Linked DNA regions of Mus musculus: all the other regions are linked to region 2. The links are chromatin contacts, called in public HiCAR-type and promoter capture Hi-C maps. All regions are on one chromosome and are shown on one strand. Each heading gives the region's core, a stretch centred on a gene start, on an enhancer-like site or on the middle of the called end of the contact. The rest is flanking DNA. Distances are from core to core; before and after follow the strand shown. Region 1 holds the start of Tagln2 (transgelin 2). Region 2 holds the start of Rgs7 (regulator of G protein signaling 7). Region 3 holds the start of Adss (adenylosuccinate synthetase, non muscle).

The links. Promoter capture Hi-C pulls out the DNA fragments that hold promoters and counts their contacts. HiCAR-type assays count read pairs that join an accessible place to other places.
Region 1: a contact with region 2 is called in a promoter capture Hi-C map of cranial neural crest. The contact joins the promoter of Tagln2 here to the promoter of Rgs7 in region 2.
Region 3: a HiCAR-type map of astrocytes shows a contact between it and region 2, with 5 times the contacts expected there. The contact joins the promoter of Adss here to the promoter of Rgs7 in region 2. A contact is called at or near these places in 1 of 39 promoter capture datasets (pre-B cells) and 1 of 115 datasets of contacts at active chromatin or transcription factors (astrocytes).

What each region holds. Positions count from the first base shown.
Region 1 is chr1:172,498,876-172,501,575 of GRCm38.p6, forward strand. It overlaps Tagln2 (transgelin 2), which reads left to right and starts at 1,371. Exons shown (of 5, transcript NM_178598.2): 1 at 1,371-1,457. It overlaps Igsf9 (immunoglobulin superfamily, member 9), which reads left to right. Exons shown (of 21, transcript NM_001145800.1): 21 at 1-2.
Region 2 is chr1:175,491,202-175,493,901 of GRCm38.p6, forward strand. It overlaps Rgs7 (regulator of G protein signaling 7), which reads right to left and starts at 1,344. Exons shown (of 18, transcript NM_001347195.1): 1 at 1,060-1,344.
Region 3 is chr1:177,795,169-177,797,927 of GRCm38.p6, forward strand. Adss (adenylosuccinate synthetase, non muscle) reads right to left here and starts at 1,341. Exons shown (of 13, transcript NM_007422.3): 1 at 1,044-1,341. The coding sequence starts at 1,226.

The DNA of each region.
Region 1 (2,700 bases), core at 121-2,620, 3.0 Mb before region 2:
TTTCTCTGTCACCTCTCTTTGTGTTTAAGAGAGATGAGGAAGTCCCTGGATATGTACAGAGAGGGTTCTGAATGGGACACATTCAACAGTCATTCAAGAAAAAAGTTGTTGAGTGCCTAGTAGAGATCTGCTGTTAGGCCAGAAGCCATGAGAAAATAGAGAAATCACTGGGATAATGCCTTTGTCCTTGGGGAGTTCTCGCTAGTCACTGAGGCCAACTACGCACTGTGATAAAGCTGTAAGCTGGTTATCACATTGGCACAAAGAGTTCAGTTTGAGTCAATATTTAGTAAATACTTAAAACATGTGGGGATTCCTGGGACACTCACAGGAGACTGCTCAGAGTTCTTTCCATGTCCCGTCCACCGCCCGGAGTTTATTTTGTAGACTGGGCACGGCAACTAAAGCCAAAGGTGCTTTTGTAATTGACCAGAAGCCACACAAGCAGGTAACAGGCAGAGCAGGTGACGGGGCAGTGAAGGAAACCCACTTTCGGGCAGAGGAACACCCTAAAGGCACAGGGGACTGAAACTTGACATTCTGTGGGTCTGAGCGGGACTTTGGGGAATAGAGAAGTCAAAGGTCAGGGTGGAACTGGCTGCTGTTCTTTTAAATATCAGGCTCAACGGGGGACTCCATAACGTGAAGAAAGAAAAACACTGGTGGGTTTTAAATGGGGAACTCCGCTAACTACAGCCTGAAAAAGTAGGTGTTCTGGACACCCCTCAACTATTGCTCTTCACTCTTAAGGGGTAGAAAAGTGCCTGCCAACTTCCTCCACTAAGCCCCCGCCTCCAACCCTCCAAGATCTAAGAAGAAATGTCAATTTATTAAATGGGAGATGGAAGGGAGAGAGAGAACTGGGTCTGAATCCCAGGTCCCAAGCCCTACCACACCCTCAAGGCCCCGGGCAAGGAGTGACCTCACTGTTCTTTTTTTTTTTTTGCCCGGGCTTGAAGTTAAATGGCAAGCAGAACCACGTGGGGGTGCTGTCCCAGCCTGTAAGCACCAGACCTATTACTCCTTACTCTATCCTGTAGGAAGGCGCTTCCTGGACCTGAATTTACAAAAGGCCGGCCTTTTTGTAATAGTAGGCTTCTCATAGAAACAGGCCTGCGATCCTGAGCTAGCTAGTCTAGGCAGAAAGTTTCCTATTAGGATACAAGTCTATGGCTGGTGAATGCAGGTTGAGGATCCCCTGGGCGGAGACCTTTTGCAGCGGCGCCAAGGACTCCGCAGGTCCTTTACGGCTCATTCCTGCCTACTGACCACCTATCTTAAGCGCTCCAGCATTCCACGCGGCGGCGCCTTTAAACCCTCTTGGCCCTTGCCCCGCCCCTGGTCCGCCCCGTCTGAGGCGGGACCCCCCAGAAAACTCCAAGCCCGGCCGGGTCTTGAGCTCCACTCGCCGCTGCAGCCCCTGTCGTGCGTGCGCTCTCATCCAGCCCTCTTGGACGGTGAGCAGGACTGAGGGACCAAGGCAGCGGGGTGGGAGTTGGGGATTATGTGTGTGGTCTGTAGAAAGCAAGAAGCCAACACTTGAGACTTGCTTCTGGGAGCGTGGGGGTTGAAGACTGGCGGACGCTGGGGTCCCAACTGGGTGCCCCGCCCCGTGCTGTCAGGTCCGGTTCCCAAGCCTTCTCTGCATTGTTCAGCAGTTAAGCAAGGCAAGTTTTACGGGTGCACAAGACGGGGCGTCCGTCCCGACCCAAGAGGTCTGGTCCCAAGCCCCAGCCGTTTGCTCCAGCGTTGAGTTCTCTTTGGGGGGAGAAGGAAGGAGGGCGTCGGACGTCCGCAGGCTGCTGAGTGGCCGCAAGAACTAGGTTCTGGCGCGCGCTCCGGTCCATGAATTTACCGCGCGCCCCTTTCACTTCCTGGTCCAGGAGCACGTGTGGGTACTGCCTGCCTTCTGTGACCCCGAGACCGCCCTTTTGCCCCCCTCCTGCTAGTTCGTTTGTCCGGGTACTCGGGGTCACAGGTCTCCGGGAGTTATTTGCACAGTAGCCTGGTCTTCTGTGAAACCCCCTTCTTCTCCTGGAGCGCCTTTGACCTCGGACATCTCCGGGCTGCAGCCCTGACTGCACTCGGATGTGCCCTGTCTGTAGGGGTTGGCTGCTATCCAAACTCTCTTACCCTAGCCTGAGACCCGCTGCCCCCTCCCGTGCCCCCTGCTGCTGGGAAAGCCGGTGGTGGCCGCGGGCGGGCGGGCGGGCTGCCCAGACCTGCGTCACCCCAGTGGCGGGAGGGCGGTGGGTGACTCATCCACATTAACGGCCCAGGCAGGGTGTGGCCGTGGGGGTGGGGGGGACGGCCGAAGGGGCTGGACCGGAAGTAGATTACCTCCTTTTTGGGCTCTGCAGGCCTACCTGTGTTCCTATCCGAGAGGTTCTGGGATACGTGGTATCTGTGGAGCAAAAGCAGCGGTGATGGCAAGTGGAGGTGCGGTGTAGGAGACCAGTGGCTGGACGGGTCTCCTTGTTCCCTAGAGCAGTAGTCAGGGATAGCTCATCTCTAAGCTTCTCCCATTTTCTCTTCCCTGTAGCTCAGGGTACACCTCAGGCTTTGGGCCAAGGTAAGGAGGGGTGAGCAAGGTGTTAACGTTCCAAAGCCGCAAATAATCTTTGTCCTTGCGATCCCCTTGCACACCCTTGGTGTCTATGCTGGTCCCCAGGGGATTGGCCCCTAGTCAGTGTTCACCCC
Region 2 (2,700 bases), core at 94-2,593:
TGAGAGCCTGGTAGTCCTGGGGGGAACAGACATCCGCCAACACACACACACACACACACACACACACACACACACACACACACCTTCATGTTCACAGTACCCAAACCACGGGAAGAATTCTTTCATTTCTGGGATGAGGAGAACACCAGACATGGAGTTTTTCTTTTTTAAAGAAATACAAAGGCAGAAGTTTACATCTGTAGTAGCCCCAGGAAATCTCAACAGACAACCTTCCAGTTCGAAATAGTCAGCTAGCTAAGGTTTTTGTGGACTTCATTTTGTGAATACTCTCTTTTTAAAAGTATTAGGTACTTACTTAAAAACCCCATGGTTGGCACTTCCCTAATACCCACTGTTCTCCCTGGATACTTGCTGCTCCACTTGATGCGGTTCTCCCCAAAGGGCAGAAAGCCAACACCCGCTGCAGCCCACTTTCTCCTAGTAGCCAGCTAGTTTCCCATGGCAGGCGCGACAGAGGCCCCTTCCCCACAAGTGTTCTTTTCAGGCACATGTTTGTTCTCCATTTCTTGGGCTCCCCACACAGCCTGGGCATACATAGGCTTTTCCACTTTCACCTGCTTTCACTGCCAGCCCATGGCTCCTCTGTGCTCCCACCTCGGTGCGCTAAGTCTGGACCTGATCCTGACTAATCTTTGGAAGAAAGCTTCCAAATTAGGTCCAAGCAACCCAAGGCTGATGGGAAGTCAAGCCTTGAGCAATCACCTGGCTCACCTCCGAGAGCAAGCTAACTGCACAAGCCTGGAACAATCAGCCAGAAGAGCAGAGAAATCTGGGTCCCAGCTCATCCTGCTCGGCCCTTGCTCTCGGAGGCAGCAAATGGCAGGCAGCCTTGCCCCTCATCCAGGCACTGGCCACACCGGGCAGCAGTTTCAGCACCGTGGACCGCGGCGTGCGCAGCGCCCCAGCCCGGCCGGCCGGGCGCGCCACTCATTGGGGACCGTGACTCCCGTCGTCGCAGGGCGAGGACCGGGTGCGGGACCAGGGGTCCCGGGGACTCCAGGTGGCGCCGCCTCCTCCCCTTCCGCTCCCTCCGGTTACCTCCTCGGCCAAGGTCACGGCCCCGCGGCTCCCCTCCGGGTGTGCTGAGGGCAGGCGCTGTCAGCTGGCTGCGAGCGGAGCTGCGAGGCAGGGCAGCCTCATCACACTCGCGCTGCTCAGGCCACCGCCACCCTCGCCGCGGTGCACAGGCGGCCCCGGCAGCCGCCGCTCGCGCCCGCTCCCCCGGGCCGCCTCGCTCGTTCCCTCCTCCGCTTCTCCTCCCGGGGACTGGGACCAGTCGAGCGCGCGCGGGAGTCGAGACGCCTGGCCCGTGCGCGCGCGACTGGGAGGAGGGAGGAGGCGACAGTCACGTGGGACAGGGACGCCCGAAGGTGCCGGCTCGGACGGGCTCGGCTTCGCCGCCGCCACACCCCTGGGTGTCCCCGGCCTCCCGACCCCGCAACCCCTCGGGAGCACAGGCCCTGTCCCCCGCGCTGGCAAGCCCACGCGCCGCCGCAGGCCTGGAGAGCCAAACTGAGCTAAGCAGGAGGAAGGGCTTGGCGGAGGGTGGGTGGATGGGTAGGTGGGTGAAAGGGTGGGTGAGTGGGTAAATGGATGAATGGATAAGGCCCCCTGCGGCTGGCAGGTCTGCATCGCGCTCCTGGCGACCCTGCTGGCAGAACTAGGGAAGCAAATGATTGATAATCCTTATGCTTAAGTAACAGCCCAGAGAGATGCTGGAATATCCCAGAAGTGAAAGCAATGGCCAGGACCAAATGACTCATTGGCAGGCCCCCTTCCTCACTCCAGCCTGTTTGCCCATGACTTTCACTGCCTCCTATTAAGTTGGAAATACCGGGAAGGAATTTGGAGGCCTCTACCAAAAGCGAACAATCTCACCACCTGTGACATTGAAGGCCCATGGCTGATGTCTGGCTGGTCTAACCTACTGGGCTCAGAGAAACTTGTCTTTAGTCCTTGTCCTCTACTGGGGTTCACAGAATCACAAAGGGTCTGGGGTTGCTGATACCCCGAACCCCAGAAATTCTTCAGGTTTCCGGCACTAATTTTTCAAGGACTGGGAAGACATTAAAGAAAAAAGTTTTTGTCCTCGTGAAATGTACCCAGCTTTCTGGGACATTAGGAAGTTGTGGGAATCTGAACATCTGAGAAGGCTTCCTCTATAGGACTGAGGATAAAGACGATTTAGCCAGTGTGATTTGTGTGTGTAGGCGGACTAAACCTAAGGCCCCTGCCAATGAGCTGCATCCCATTCACAACCCTCTCTACCAGCACCTTCGTTTGTTTGTTTGTTTGTTTGTTTGTTTTTCACTTTTGAGACAGCGTCCAACCAGGCTGGTCTTAAACTCAGTTTAGCCCAAACAGACCTTAAATTCAACATTCTCCTGCCTCAGCCTTCCAAACAGCTGGGATTACAAACCGGTGGCACCAGAATTGGCTATCCAGTGCCATCTGTGGCTGCTTCTCCAAGCAGGGTAAACCTTAATATAACTGCTATCCAAATATCTGTGGGTACCAGTCACGTTTCCAGCCTCACCCAGGCTCTTTCAGGTGTCATTCAAAGTAGCATTTATCTATCCGTACCCATGTTCTAAATACTACAGGATCACGTTCCCAGGCCAGGTTACCCACAGCCATGTCTGACTTCTCTCCCTACTTTCCATCAATTTCCCCAAATCT
Region 3 (2,759 bases), core at 91-2,590, 2.3 Mb after region 2:
GGCAGTTGGAGCAATAGGGCTCCACACACAGTAAAAAGATGACCCAAGTCAAAGCACCTGGCCTTTTACAGGCCGGTTTCTTCATACGTTTCAATTTTAGGTAAAAAAGCTTTCCACGATTAGCCTAGACCACAAGGCACCCCCACACAAAACCATGTACCTTCAGGGAGAAAAAAATTCTTACAATCTAAATACGCCACCATTAACTTCCAACACTGCACCTTGTTTTGAATGTGGGAACTGCTCATTTATTTTGAATTCTGAAACGGGGATGATAGTTTTCTGAGAGCCTTTTTCAAAGGCCTACCCTCTAGGCTGCTTCAAAGCAAATGACTAATAAGAAAAAAAAAAAAAAAAAAAAAAAAAACTAACACTAAAACCCACGTGTCTCCGGGTAGGAAACACTGGATTTCCTGAAAGTCAACTTTTTATATTACCGAAGCATTGTAAACATTTCTAAATTATCCGACTTGAAATCTCCGTATTTAGTTGCCTCACACTCACTTTTCAACTTACTGGGGATTCCTTAAGGACCGGTGAGTAATAAAAACAGATCTCCCCTTAATAGTAGTCTATGAAATACGAGTTAAAAACAAAAAACAAACAAAAGCACCGGAGGGCCCCAAACAGTCTCATCGCCCCGTAGCGGATTCTGCTATCAACAAAGTGGACCGATGGAGGCGAGGTTCTGCGTGCCTAAGCCTGTAGGTAATGCAGTGCTGAATCTCGATTTCAGGGAAATTGGGGAAAAGGACCCTTCCTAGTCCGCGCCGGCGGGTGGGCCTGGCCGGGTCTAGCCAGAGTCCCGAGCAGGCCTCGGGCGGAAGCTCCCTCAACTCTGCCCGCGGCGCACCGCCAGCCCAGTCCCCAGACCCCGAAATGCAGCTCCAACATCGCGCATCTTCCAGGTTCCTCCAGAGTCACCCGGAGCGTCACCGGAGACTCCAGGGCAGGGGTTCCCCGCAGCTCCCAGCCCGAGGGACGCACCTCAAGGTGACACCTCACCGCGCCGGCCGTCCCAGAAAGGGCCCGGCTTCCCTCACCTGGCAGCGGCACACGATGTCGGCGTCCTGCGCCAGTAGATCCACCACCTTCCCTTTGCCCTCGTCGCCCCACTGCGCTCCCAGCACCACAGTCACCCGGTTCCCTCCGGACCGCGCCCTGGGGCGGCCACAGTCGCCGTTGGGCAGGGAGGTGGCCGCCGGGCTGCTCTCGGAGATCGACATGGCTCCCGGCAGGGCAGAAGAGCCTTAAGGAGACGGGGCAGGAGAACGGAACGTGAACCCAACTGCTGCGCCGCCACCAGCCACATGCGGAGGAAGAAGGAGCCAGAGGCCGGCCCCGCCCCCGCCCCGAGGGCCGCCACCCTCTCTCCAGGCCCCGCCCCGCGCTCCGCCGCCCGCCCGCTCAGGGCGGGACCACACTTGGCGCAGGCCGAAGCCTCTGCGCGGCCCGCAGGCGCCACGGCCTCAACTGCCGCCACCCCAGGGCGGAGGCCACACCCCATCCCCGGCTTGGCGCGCTGCTCCGGGGAGAACCGCGCGAGAGCGGAGGCCAGGGGGCGGGGCTAACGGAGAGTTCCGCCCTCTGTGCCCGCCCACCAGCCTCTGGCCTTTCAAACTCGCGGTAGGGAAGGGGGTGAAAGAGTGTGGAACTACAATTCCCAGCATGCAATGCTCTGTGAGATGGCCAAGGCATGGCACCACAGTGTCAGGGTTGGCTGGTTTCGGTCTCTAAAAGCCAATTTGGTTTTCTGTGTCTAAACACTTGGGTATCTTAAAGAATGAAATACCCTTACAAAATGTAAACTGGGATTTAAAAATATGTGGAGGCTGGAGTGGAGCCGAATAAATTTAGAACTGAAAAGGGACTAAAAGTGCAAACTAAAAGCAGTAAAAATGAAATCTAGAGATAGCATCCTAACTCTTCCCATTTTTACAGTATCTGGGGCACAAAGATGAGTCAATTGCCTATGTCATATCCGAATGTACCTGGGTTATTTGATCCCCACAACCTTAAAGTTTACAATATTTTGTAAAATACGTTCGTTCTACAAAACAATTTCTCTTCTCCCATTTTTTCTCTGTTGAAGTGTTGGAGATCAAATTCAGAACCTTGTAATTTGATGCGAATACTGTACCACTGAGTTATTCGCCCCCCAGACCTTCGAACTCTTAAATAGCTTATCAGTTCCTCTCATGGGCGTTAAAATGGTACTTTGGACAGTTTGCAGATTGAGTAAGCCTAGGTGCTTCTCAGTGTTTTAATTGTAACTGATTACAGAGTGTGCCTATTGTCTATCTAATGTGGGTTTATCTATGTATTTATTTACTTATTTATATTATTTGTGTGTGAGAGGTCACATACCATGTTGTGTGTCTGTCTGTCTGTCTGAAGGCCAGCAGAGGGCCTCAGATCCCTGGGAGTCAGAGCAACAGGTGGTCGTGAGACATCTGAAAATACAGCTGTTCTCAACCTATGAGTTGAGACCCCCTTAGGGAGTCAATCAACCCTTTCACAGGGACTGCATATCAGATGTCATATCTGTTAGGTATTTACATTATGATTCACAACAATAGCAAAATTACAGTTATAAAATAGCAGTGAAGTAATTGTATAGTTGGGGGATGGGGCAACCACAACCTGAGGAACTGTATTAAAGGGTCACAGCATTAGGAAAGTTGAGAACCACTGAGACAACAGGTGCTAAAGAGGGAATCCAGATGCTCTGGAAGAGCAGCACGTGCTCCTAACTACTG